Regions from separate parts of the Lactuca sativa genome. Here region 1 is linked to region 2. Evidence: chromatin contacts called from public Hi-C data. All regions are on one chromosome and are shown on one strand. Each heading gives the region's core, a stretch centred on a gene start, on an enhancer-like site or on the middle of the called end of the contact. The rest is flanking DNA. Distances are from core to core; before and after follow the strand shown. Region 1 holds the start of LOC111914044. Region 2 holds the start of LOC111896317 (proline dehydrogenase 2, mitochondrial).

Region 1 (6,503 bases), core at 3,984-6,483, 730 kb after region 2:
TGATTGATTTTGGTGCAGATTGTTACAAAATAATAACATCACAGGGCCAATCCCTAAAGAAATTGGTGAATTAAAGAAGCTTCAAACAATCGATCTTTCTGATAACCAATTCACTAATGAAATCCCTTCCTCTTTAGGCCACTTGACAAATCTCCAATACATGTAACGTTTTTTAAATTATAGCAAATTAAAATTCTTTTTATGATAATGTTGTTGTTGTAATCATCTTAATTTCGGTTTTTTTAACTTATTCAGGAGGCTTAATAACAACAGTCTTTCAGGACCAATTCCACAATTAGTTGCTAACATGACACGACTTGCTTTTGTGTAAGATTCCTTTACTCTTGATTAAGATCATAATGTGGGACCCATAATAGGGTAATTGGTTTAAAAAGTAACAAGTTATTCAGGAAACCAGTGATTTAATAAGAAACAATCTAAACGTACAATGTTGTAATAGAACTTAAGAAGTAATGTAAGTGAAGTACAATGTTGTAATTATAAAGTAGTAAAGTACTATGTTATTATAAGAAAAAAATTACATTTTTGGTCCATGGGTATGGTTGATTATTTATTTTTGATCCAAAAAGTTTTATCTTGCAATATTAGTCCATATTTAAGGCTCATGTAACTACATGTTTTTTGTTTTTGTTCAAACTTAAAAAAAAAATAAAAAAAAAAAAAACTATATTTTGTCCCTAACTATAATAGCATCTTGTAATTTGGATCCCAAAAATATTATTATTTTAATTAAAACAGACACTAAAAACATTTTAAAAGAAAACTAAAAAGAGGACAACGTTATGCAAGAAAAAACTTTAAAGGAGAAGAATTGAAAAAATCGGCTATATATAGGGACCTCTTTTACTTGAAAAACTAAATACAATGTTGTAATAAAAAAAATAAAACTGAAAAATATATTGTTATTTTTTGTATATACCGTTACCAAAAAAAAAAAAAAAAACCCTTAAAAGTTCTTATATATGTTGTATTCTTGTGCATGGATAATCATTTTCTTTTAACAATAGTATTATTTTAACATTACCTATTCATGTTTTGTTTTAGTGACTTGTCCTTCAACAACTTAAGTGGCCCTGTTCCCAGGTTTCCTTCCAAGACCTTCAAGTAAGCTAACTATTACAACCCCCCCCCCCCCCCCCCCCCACACACACACACACAAATTGTATATCTAATGGTTGTGTATGCAATATCTATTTCAGCATCGTTGGGAACCCTTTAATATGCCAAACAGGGTCCGAGCAAGAATGTTATGGAATGACACTCTTGCCCATGTCCATGACTTTAAACACTACTAATCAAGGTACAATATTGTGCACATTTTATTGATTTAACAAATAAAAAAGTGTTCCTAAGTATCTATAGTGTCAGAGTTTCATTTCTTCTATCCTTTTTTGAAGCTAATGGCACTTTGCCAAAATCAAAAGGTCACAAAATCGCTCTTGCCATTAGTACAAGCCTCGGATGCATCTCTTTGCTCATCTTTGGACTCGCGCTCATTTGGTGGAGGCGACGACATAATCAAGAACCCTTCTTTGATGTCAAAGGTTTGTTTATCATAATACCGTCACCAGTTAATTAACTGTCAACTGTCATCTATCAACTGTCAAAATGTTAAAATGTTACCTGTTAACTGTGAATTTTAGACTGTCACCCGTCATCTGTCATCTGTCATCTATCATTTGTCATCTGTCATTTGTCACCTGTCACGAATCAAACTGTCAAACTGTCAACTACAAACTACTAACTTTTGTTACTGGTCATGGTTAAACTGTCAAACTGTCAACTGCAAACTACTAACTTTTGAAATATTATCTGTTAACTATGAATTGTCATTTGTCATTTGTCATGTATCATTGTCATTGTCACCTACCACTTGTCACGAATTAAACTGTCAAACTGTCAACTGCAAACTATTAACTTCTGTCACCGATCACGGTCAAACTATTAAAATGTTATCGATTTAACTATTGTCATCTGTCACCTACCACCTGTCACTTCACCTACTACCTGTCACGGATCAAACTGTCAACTTTCAACTACTAACACCAAACTTCTAACGTTCTTGACAATGCAGATAAGCATCACGAGGAAGTTTCCCTAGGAAATCTAAGGAAGTTCACATTTAGGGAACTTCAAAGCGCAACACACAACTTCAGCAACAAGAACATATTAGGAAAAGGAGGCTTCGGGCACGTTTACAAGGGTCAACTCCAAGACGGGAGTTATGTGGCGGTGAAGCGCCTCAAAGATGGTGGTGCCGCCGGCGGAGAACGGCAGTTCCAAACAGAAGTTGAGATGATCAGCCTGGCAGTTCACCGGAATCTCCTCAGATTATACGGTTTCTGTATGACCCCAACTGAAAAACTCTTAGTCTACCCTTACATGTCAAATGGAAGCGTTGCCTCTCGTCTTAAAGGTACATACATTGATACATAATCCACCATTTTCTCCATTATCAAACCTGCAACTCATCGTATAAGTTTCAAGAAGTTAAAATCTCGATTTCTTTGCATGATTTTGTCAGCGAAACCAGTTTTGAATTGGGGAATAAGGAAGAAGATCGCATTAGGAGCTGCGAGAGGATTGTTGTATCTTCATGAACAGTGTGATCCGAAGATTATTCATCGAGATGTGAAAGCTGCGAATATATTGCTTGATGATTTTTGTGAAGCGGTTGTTGGTGATTTCGGGTTAGCGAAGCTTTTGGATCATCAAGATTCTCATGTAACGACGGCGGTGCGTGGAACCGTCGGCCATATTGCGCCGGAGTATCTCTCCACCGGCCAGTCGTCGGAGAAGACAGATGTTTTTGGGTTTGGGATTCTTCTTCTAGAACTGTTAACCGGACAACGAGCTTTGGAATTCGGGAAAGCTGCTAACCAGAAAGGAGCAATGCTTGACTGGGTAATTACTAATTAGCTTACGTTGTTCTTCATCTCCGGCGAGTTTCCATCGCCGGAAAATCAAGATTCCGACTTTTTTTCTTAACGGGAAATAATAGTTTAATACTATGATTTTGTTTTTTCAGGTGAAAAAGATTCATGTAGAGAAGAAGCTAGATTTGTTAGTTGATAAAGATTTAAAGAACAATTACGATAGGATTGAGTTAGAGGAAATCGTGAAAGTGGCGTTGTTGTGTACTCAATATCTTCCCGGCCACCGGCCTAAGATGTCGGAAGTTGTACGGATGTTGGAAGGGGATGGACTTGCGGAGAGATGGGAAGCTTCACAGGGAGTTGAGTCGAGTTCAAAGTTCAGGACGCCGGAGTTGTCGTCGTCGGAGCGGTATTCTGACCTCACCGATGACTCTTCTTTGCTTGGACAAGCGATAGAACTCTCTGGGCCTAGATGAATCTTGAATTTCAAATAGGAATTATGGAAAAAAAAAAAAAAAAACAGGGTTTGTAAAGGTTTAAATTTTCAAGTGTAGTAAATTTTGTATTTGAGTTATAAAAAAAGTAAGTGTTTTTTAATATACTATCAAGCATATAGGTTCATTTTTTATTTTTAATTTCTTGGGAAAAAAGAGTTAATTTTTTGTTTTTTTGTTTCCAAGTCGCACCAAAATTTCCTTGTGTCATTTTTATTTATTTATTATTTTTTTGATGTTTAAGAGTTCCAAGTCTTTATTTTATATTTTAGTTAGTTATATAAATTCGTTCAAGTGATTTACCAAAAATTAAATAGTGTATTCCTATCTTGGAGGTTTAACCTTTTGTGTCCATGTGTTTGTATTTGTTGTGGATTACATATTAAATTAGAAATGTTGGTCATAAGTATAACTTTTATGTTTCAGGTGGTTCGGGTATTTTCTAATAAAAAATAATCGATAAACAAACTGAATTGAAATTTGGATATTCGGGTATTGCCCTATAGAAGTTGTTAAAAATTATAAGAAAAAAAAATAAGCATGTTACTTAAATTGTAGGGACTAACTGTGTAACTATCTTTTCAATAGACAATAAGAAGTAAGGACTTACAAAGCACAAGGAACACCAATTTTGTGAATAAGAATAATGCATTAGCCAAAATTAGGGGTGCAAACGAGCCGAGCCGAATATAGTACTCCTTAACAAGAGAAAATACCCTTTTGATGCCAAATGTACATACTTTTACTCATCTGAATGCAATAAAACAAATTTTACATCACTTTAAATGTTGTAGTTTAACATATTGTGTGGTTACTTACTACTGTCACAATATAAAAATCATAGTAGAATCTTAAATTTAAATTAGGTTGTGACTGTGACTACTAATCAATCAATCATAGTAGAAACACAAATGCCAAATTTATTATGTATTGTTGCTCTACGAGCACTCAAAATCCGAGGCTTGGTGTAAGAAAATTGGCTCCGTTAGTGGGGCAAACCTTATTTTAGTTGGCATTACAAACAACAAATCAGAAAATCTTTTAATTGTCATGAAGACCGGAAAAATATTGGAAATTTTAAAGAAATGAGAGTTCTATAATTTCACTAATATGTTTACTAATCCATATTATACAACATCAACAACAATATCCACATATATTCCACAAAATAGAAGACAATCTAACCAAAGAAGCAAATAGCAAACCCCCTAAAATTCGAAATCATTAACAAACAAGAAACCAAAAAGCAATCCACTTACTTTGAAACAAATAGATAAGCAGTAAACTGGTGACGAGTGGACGATAGGTGGTGAGTGGTGACGATGTCTTTTTGACTTTGTGGTGGTAATGAGTAATGACGATGACCTCTAAAGAAAACAATTTGCTATTATCAGGTAGAGAAAAAAGAAATAGAGTAAGAGATGCATGCTATTGGATATTACGTAATGATTTTTTTTTGTTAAATCAATTATTCGGATATACTCGAAAGTACAGAACCTTAGTCACATACATTATACATGGACTTATATAAAAGTGGGTTAACCGAATACCCTAAATTATATGTCTAAAACCCGATAAACATAAACACGACCTAATCTACCCGAATTCAGAACGGGTCAATCAGTTATTTCAAGTATTAATTATTTTCGATATGCTTAGTCCCCATGTCTTATGTCTTCGTTTTCTCGATTAGCTGATCATTATATATATATATATATATATATATATATATATATATATATATATATATATATATATATATATATATTAAAATTCTTCACCCTTAGCTACTGACACTGTAAAGTGGCTAAGGGATTGACAAAATTGGTCCTTTCATTTGCTGTAAATCGGAATTGGTCCACTTATTTATTGAAATAGCAATTTGGTCCTTGTAAGAATAACAGTTTTTAATGTTCAGTCCATGGATCATCTTCAACAAACGTGTTCTCTTCTCTTTCACCACCACTGTTCAATCAGCAAACGTGTCATCTTCTCTTTTACCTCGGTTACTCTGTTCCACCACTTATATACATGTCTGATGCTACGTTTTTCCCACTGACAATCTACCGCTTTTTTCTTATCTGCTCTATATACCACTTTTGAAACTCTGTCTTGGAAAGCTTGGAGACAATCCTTCGACTTCTCTTCCTTACCCTTCTATCTTTGTCTCTCTGTAAGAAAAAGTCAGCTCCTCTTCCTCACGAACCACTGTCACCCATTTACCGGCTCAGCCAATGTCATTCCTCCTGTTGGTGAAGAAAGACAAAACGAGCGGTGACCGGGGGTTCCTAACAAAAACCCTAAACTGATTTCGATCGTCTGTATGTCCATCTCCACTTTGAATTGAGAATCAATGACCACCATTACGCCCCTAGGTATGTGTTGTGAGCGAATGGAAAAGAATGATGAGGTTCTCTTCCTCATCTAATTAATCGATCCTGACCACAAGGTAAATGATTTGACTAATCGATTCAAGTTAACTGGAGATCAATATTTTTTTGGTTTTGAAATTTAACTTTACATCAACTCCTCCTCTATTTTCTGCCATCCGTAGGTACGTTTTCGTCTATTATTTCTGTTTTCTGTCTTTGTTTACAAGTATTTTGGGTGTTGAACGGGTGATCGGAAGGAAGATGTGGGTGGGTCTGTTTGATGCAAATTTAGAGAAGAAATTTGGTGAATTTCAAGGGTGTAGTGAAGAAAGACGCAAGCAATTGGAAGATTCAAATAAATAAAATACAACAATTACAGGATCTGAGCAGGTTAGACTTTGTGTCTATTTGATTTTTAGGGGCAATTTGGTAAATTTCTCCTTTTTACATTCATCTACGATGACATGAACTTAGAAAGAGGTAAAATTGGCCTGATTTGATATTATAAAAATTACAAAAAAACAAACAAACAAACTTATTTTTACCATTATACTTTTTTTTTTATCATCAAAAAATTTTATTTACTAATTAAGCCGCTACACTAATATTTTTTTATTGATTGTCATTAAACTCTTAGTTTTTTTTTTTTTTTTTTTTTTTTTTTTTTTTTTTTTTTTACGATTTAGCCACAGAACTATTACGATGAAAATCTAAAAAAAATAGTTCAGTGGCTAAATTAC
Region 2 (6,350 bases), core at 2,272-4,771:
TGGCCATCACCCATCACCCGCCGGAAAACAACTGTTACCCCATCTAATAGAGTTGCAGAAGAGAAAACCCAGCCACATCTTCGTTGTTCACCACTTTATTATCCAACAAATAAAACACCATCTCTAAATTGTGCTCTAGATCCAATTCAAATATGAGAAACTATGGCGATGAAGATCAATACGGGACTTACCAATTCGGCCTGTAAGAGAAGATTGCAGAGATTGGGGTGGCAATGGAGACGAAAAGTTCATTTGATTTGGATAAAACCCACATCTCTTTCCGTTTGGGATTTGTCACCAGGGCGAGTTGCAAATGACGGCAGTGCCTCCAAAGTCGCCAAGTCCAGGTGGCTGGACCGATGAATGAGGGCAGTCGGCGGTATAATCAGCTGAGTTTTATATTATTTTAGGCAAAAAAGTTGTCATCGTCGGATGAAGCAGATCGATATTATTCATAATTTATGAACAATTTGTTTTTGCAAATGCTCGAGCTGGAGCTACCATGTCCACCTCTAAAAGCGTGGCAGACGTACTAATGTGAAGACGGAAGAAGGAAGATGGGGGGCGTTTGCTTCCTTGTTTGGAGAAAAAAAGGATATTATTATTTTAAATATTATAAATTGCCATTAAGGGCACGATAGTCAATATATATTATTTCCGTGGAATGATAAAAACATTCTGTAGAAGAATCATGACCCTTAACAAATTGATCTTTTGTTTTCAATTACAATTGAAATCAAACAAATTCCATTATCCACAATTTTAATCACAAACACCTAAATTTCAATCACCATTACTTCCTACATAAAAGAATTGATCTTATTTTGTTTTCAATCACAATTAAAATCAAACAAATTTCAATATCCATATAATCAAGAATACCGAAACCGGTTTCATTTCTATTTCAACTTAAACTTATCGAAGATAAGATCCTAATTTTTTCGTTTATGACAAGTTGACTCCACAAGCCAACAAACGGAGGCCGAAATAAGGGAATTTTCTCATCGTTATAACACAAGTCAAATACGTCAAAAAAACAACTTTTAAACAAGTAAAATAATAATCTTATTCCAAAGTCTCCATTTATTAACTTCCATGAACACAAAAAGCACCTCTTCCACTACTTTGGTATATCCATAACCAAAATCCCAACACAACACATATTTATCCTAAACAAAGCAAGAGGCCTTCTTTCCCCAAATATCTTCACTATTTACACTTTTTCCCCTTCATTTCCCCCCTAATTTAACTTCACAATCGAACCCGCATCCGATTTAAAACTCCTCTCACTCTCTTCAAACCCTTGTCCAACATAACCCTTCATCCTCCTCTTCAACTCCTTCCTGTAAAAACACAAACAAAAGTACACAACAATCAAAATCATCACCCAATTACATAACATCAATGTACTTTAAAAACCCATAAAATCCCACTTACATCATCAATTGTCGATCAAGATTCGAAGAAGACAACAACCCTTTATTCTCTTCTGCTCTTCGAAGAAGATAAGGCATGATTTGATCAACTGGCCCAAATGGTAAATACTTGCTTACACCAAATCCAGCGTTTCGCAACCCAAATGTCATCGCTTCTGCCATTCCATAAAGTGAGGCAAACTCAAGCTTCTCACTATCTTTCCCAATTCCCAAATTTCTTGCCTTTTGTGCAGCTAATTTTCCTGTTAAATTTCAAAAAAAAGTGAAAAAAGTTAGATTGAATTCGTTTAGTAACAGAGATCTTGAATGTCGTCTCAAGAAATACCTCGGATTTCGAATAGTTTTCAACCATCGGTTTTCAAGAACCAATACAAGTACAACAATCCTGATTCACAATACATTTTTTATCAAATTTTGTGCACTTCGTTTATCTTTTCGATACGTTTAAAATACGAATTCAAGACACAAATCGTGGAAATGATTCAAAACAACAATACCCAGAATAAAAAAACTCAAAAAGATTCAATCTTTTACCTGATTCAAGATTATGGGTAGCGAGAATGAGTCCACCGGGTCCATTTGAGACTTCATCAAGCATAAACGAAGCACAATCGTTGTAACAATTGTGTGTATCGATGATGCTATTATGAATGGGAGATTCAACGTTTAAAGAATTAGCCAATTGGGATTCACTCGACATGTAAGCGCCTCTAACTAACTTGAATCCAACTGGTAATCCCATTTGATCGGCGGCTTTCTTGGTGGCGTACAGCCGTTCGCCGGCGTCTTTCAGGTAAGCTTGGATTGTGCCGAAAATTAAGGGCTTTTCGCCATTGTTGTACATGACAGCGGCTGAGTATGTAAAGTAATCGATTCCTGGTTGGATTGAAGTGTCTTCAGCATCGATTACTACCGGAACTTTGGATTCGATGCTTTTGTTGCAGATTTTTACGAGTCTCTGATGGGCTAATTCGAGATCGTGTTCTTCTTCGGGTGTTAATGGTGATGGTTTTTCTAAAGTGTGGTAAAATGGGCTTGATTCTGAAAAGATCGGAAGGGTTTTAAGCTTCCATGGAAGATTCGTCGATGAAGAATTCTTGTATTCCCATCGAAGAAGATCACTCACCCTTTTAAGTAAAGAAATTGGACAAATTGCAGTGATCTTCACAACCACGAAGCTAACCTGTTTTCAAAAAAAAATGATTAATTTTACAAAGATTCACTGTATCAAAGAATCAAAATCATTTCGTGGTACGAATCGTACATGGGTTTTTTTAAATCAAGAAATATAAAAAGGGAATCTTGAATTGAGAAAATATAAAGAAAATCAGAATAAAATATTTGAAAAATCATGGAAATGTAAAAACAACTTACAGAAGAAGGAGGTAAAGATTGTGTTGATTCAACAGTTTTGATGAATTCTTGAGCGTTTATATCACAAGATTCATTATCAATCGCATGTTCTAAACCATAATCCAACATCCCTCTCAACCCGGATTCCCAAAGCTTCTTAACAGTCCGACCCGTTTCTTCCGTATCCGCTCCGGCAACAAAATGTTCATACGACGTATGTTTAATGACACCCAAAACAATCTCTCTAAACAAACCCACTTGCATGAGCCTAGACTTCATAACCCAAACACCCATATCCACCACCGGCTCCACCGCCGCCAGGTTCAGGTTCGCCGCCGACCGGAGAAGTTTCCCGGTTGTAACGGATGAGAACAAACCTTTCGTATCCTCGAAATCGAATATGGCGTCACGTGAATGGTCAGGAACGATGGTGGTCGTCGGTGGTGTTGGTGGCGGAGTTGGGAAGATTGTTGTTGCCGTTGTGTTGATGGTTGTTCTTTGTGCAGAACGGAATCTTGGTGTGGTGAGGGTGGTGGTAGGGGATGACTTCACACGGTGGACAAATGATCGGATCAATTTTGAAGAGGAGCCATTGGTGGTCATGGCCATCAATGGTCGACGGTGATTGGTGGTTGTGGTGGTGGCGACTAACGACGGTTGATGAAGAAGACGTTGAAAAACAACGGTGTTGCTAAAATGCTAATTTTTAGGGTGTAATAACAAACCAGTTTTTTTTTGTGAGGATGACTTGAAACATAGCAAGGTATATATAGGAAAAAATATGTAAATTCGGGTTGGATCCGAAACCCGACCCGTTTCACGTACGTTTCGGGTTTTTTGTGGAAATTGATCTATCCATATTTGGAGGGAGTAAATTTTGGAAAAGTAGAAAAATCCGTATTTAGTTATGGTGTAGTGGGGTCCATGGGATTTGGTGTGGACCAGGGGTAAAAATGTCATAAAAGGAAGTGCTAAAGTCACGGGGTTGAGACCGGAGATTCTGTTTCGACAAACTAGTCGGCACCGCCAAAGTAGAAAGATTCCGTGCCGGAAAGTTTCATAGAATATTCTCCTCAGATTCTTCACAATGATTTTATAAAAATAAAAATAAAAATGTAATTGAATCTACTTTATAATTTCATTCTTTTTAAATTTTTAATGTAGTGTAATTTAATTGATCTTAATTGATTTATATATTTATAGGTTTTTTTATATATAATTTATATTTTATAAAATTGTATAGTATATAATTTTCAAATATAAATTATTATGTATAAAAAAAATTATTGTATACGAATCAACATACTTTTTTTTATAAATATACTACAAAACATGAAATAAATTTTTGCTACTTATTAAATCAAAATATATAATACGTTTTGAAGTAGTTAATGTAAGTATGTTACAAAATTAATGTTTTTAACTAATGCTATGTTTGTTATAGTTTGGTTAAATTTTATAGAGTGTTCCACATAATATTTTCTATAAAAAGTTATTGGCTAGTTTTATTTTTTTTCCAACTGTTTGAAGGATATGACTATATGAGTGTTAAAATTTAAATTTACTGTTTAATTAAATCTGGATATGTCAAAACAAGAAGAAGATTTTAATATTTTGGGTAAATTTTGCTTATATTTTTGAATATTTTCATAGTTATGTCTATATTCTTTTACAATTTCAAATTATATGTATATCCTTATAAGCTTATAAACTCACATATATAACAAAATACTTAATTTAACCTATTTAAAATTTAAAAACATTATCTTTAAATTGATTTCTTATTATTAAAATACTAATTAACTTGTAACATTACAATATTACAGTTCTTTCATATTACTATTCTCATCCTATTTACTTGATAAATCCTTACAAAATACTCAAACCCACATTGGAGTTAGTTTTTCCATGATCTTACCTAAAGAACCGGAGGAAGAAAAAAAATTTGCTTAGACGAGAATAATTGTAGTTCTCCTAAATCAATTGTAGAAGATGAAATATATTGTTTAGTAATCGATTAAAATATGTAATTAGCAGGTTTTGCTAATCGACTATTCAGAATATTAAGCAACAAAGAATCATGTCATGAATAACCATACTGTGAATATGGAAACCGATTATGAGAATGATTGCAAATATGTATATTACTAATTTAGTTATAATATAATTTAAAGATTGTTTAACTTTTTAAATATATTAGTTCTCATTAAATTATATATATATATATAATGTGTGTCAGTAAGTTTATACGTTTTATAAGGATATATATTAATTTGAAGTTTTACAAGGATATGAACGTAATTATAAAAGTTTATAAGGATATAAACGAAATTCTTCCTAATATTTTTATATTTTTTCATATAATGTATATTTTTTGGAAAGAAAATCAAGTTATTAAAGTATATGAATCTCCATATATTTAATTTCTCATCTTTTAATATGGGATATTTTAATTAATAACGGATAAATAACTTAAAAAGCGTTAGAAAGCGCATAAAAACGAGGATAATGATATCTTATTTAATTTGGTATCCATTTATTTAATTTGATTTCTATTTATTTAATTTATTATGAATCTTGTTCTATATTTAAAATAAATATACTTAAGTGAAGCAAAAAAGGGAAAATAAAATACGGAAGAATCCGGAATCTGTTGATAAAAGGGCAGGTAAAGTAGACAACTCAGGAAGATTGTGGGTCCGGTTCACTCACGCATGGTACCACAAGTCCATTTTTGTCAATTTCTGTATAGAAATTAAATATCTCCAACTTTTTCTTTTTATCTTTTTTATTTTTGGAAGATAGAAAAATGTAATAAAAATTTATCAAACTTGTATGGTTTTATTGATACATTTTTCAATACATATCTAGATTGTACCAAAAAATACAATTATTAATTAGCCGAAAATAACTTTACAACTGACTAATAAAAATTTTTGTTAAAATTGATCGTTCAATCCTAATCATTAATCTTTTCTTTGAAAATCTTGTTTAGAAATATGAACTTTTGTTATAATTGGTCGACCTTTTCTTTTAAAAATCTTATCACATAATTGACTAGTTCACCGATTGACTAATAAGAAATACGACGAGAATCCAAATTAGAAAAATATGGTCAATATTGTAAATTATATTATGAGAAAGAAAATTGTTCGAGTATATCGACAAAAACGGGTTCAAAACTACAATACAAAGAATCCACACTTGAGACTTATTCGTGCATTAGTGAACATAATTTCGCTAAAATAATGTTTCACGATTTAACTTGAACTATTTCATGAATTTAATGTGCTCCTCAATGTTTTTGTTTTCTTATAAAAATAGCTATTTTGCTAATTCACAAGGCTATTTTTGTCATTGGAGTACATTTTTCTTTATTAAAGGATAAAACATTGTTATCTCGCAATAAGTAGCTTTATTTTTTTAGTGATTAACTTCTTTGTTAATAAACGTCATATCATATAGAAATTCAATATATTTTTATCTGATTATTAAAGAAAATTATATTATTTTTTAGTAAGTTCATTATATTTTTTGAAATTGTCTATTTTAGGGTTTTGG

The links. Hi-C and Micro-C count contacts between places; a contact is called where the count stands out from the background.
Region 1: a contact with region 2 is called in a Hi-C map of leaf, with 6 times the contacts expected there. The contact joins the promoter of LOC111914044 here to the promoter of LOC111896317 in region 2. A contact is called at or near these places in 2 of 4 Hi-C or Micro-C datasets (leaf and seed).

Annotation. Positions count from the first base shown.
Region 1 is chr3:154,720,807-154,727,309 of Lsat_Salinas_v11, forward strand. It overlaps LOC111914044, which reads left to right and starts at 5,234. Exons shown (of 5, transcript XM_052769426.1): 1 at 5,234-6,153. LOC111914045 (protein NSP-INTERACTING KINASE 1) reads left to right here. Exons shown (of 11, transcript XM_023909789.3): 4 at 19-162; 5 at 256-327; 6 at 1,066-1,125; 7 at 1,221-1,321; 8 at 1,419-1,565; 9 at 2,096-2,437; 10 at 2,546-2,925; 11 at 3,050-3,496. The coding sequence ends at 3,373.
Region 2 is chr3:153,994,198-154,000,547 of Lsat_Salinas_v11, forward strand. LOC111896317 (proline dehydrogenase 2, mitochondrial) reads right to left here and starts at 3,522. Exons shown (of 4, transcript XM_023892330.2): 1 at 2,811-3,522; 2 at 1,971-2,619; 3 at 1,438-1,678; 4 at 1,042-1,343. The coding sequence starts at 3,398. The coding sequence ends at 1,241.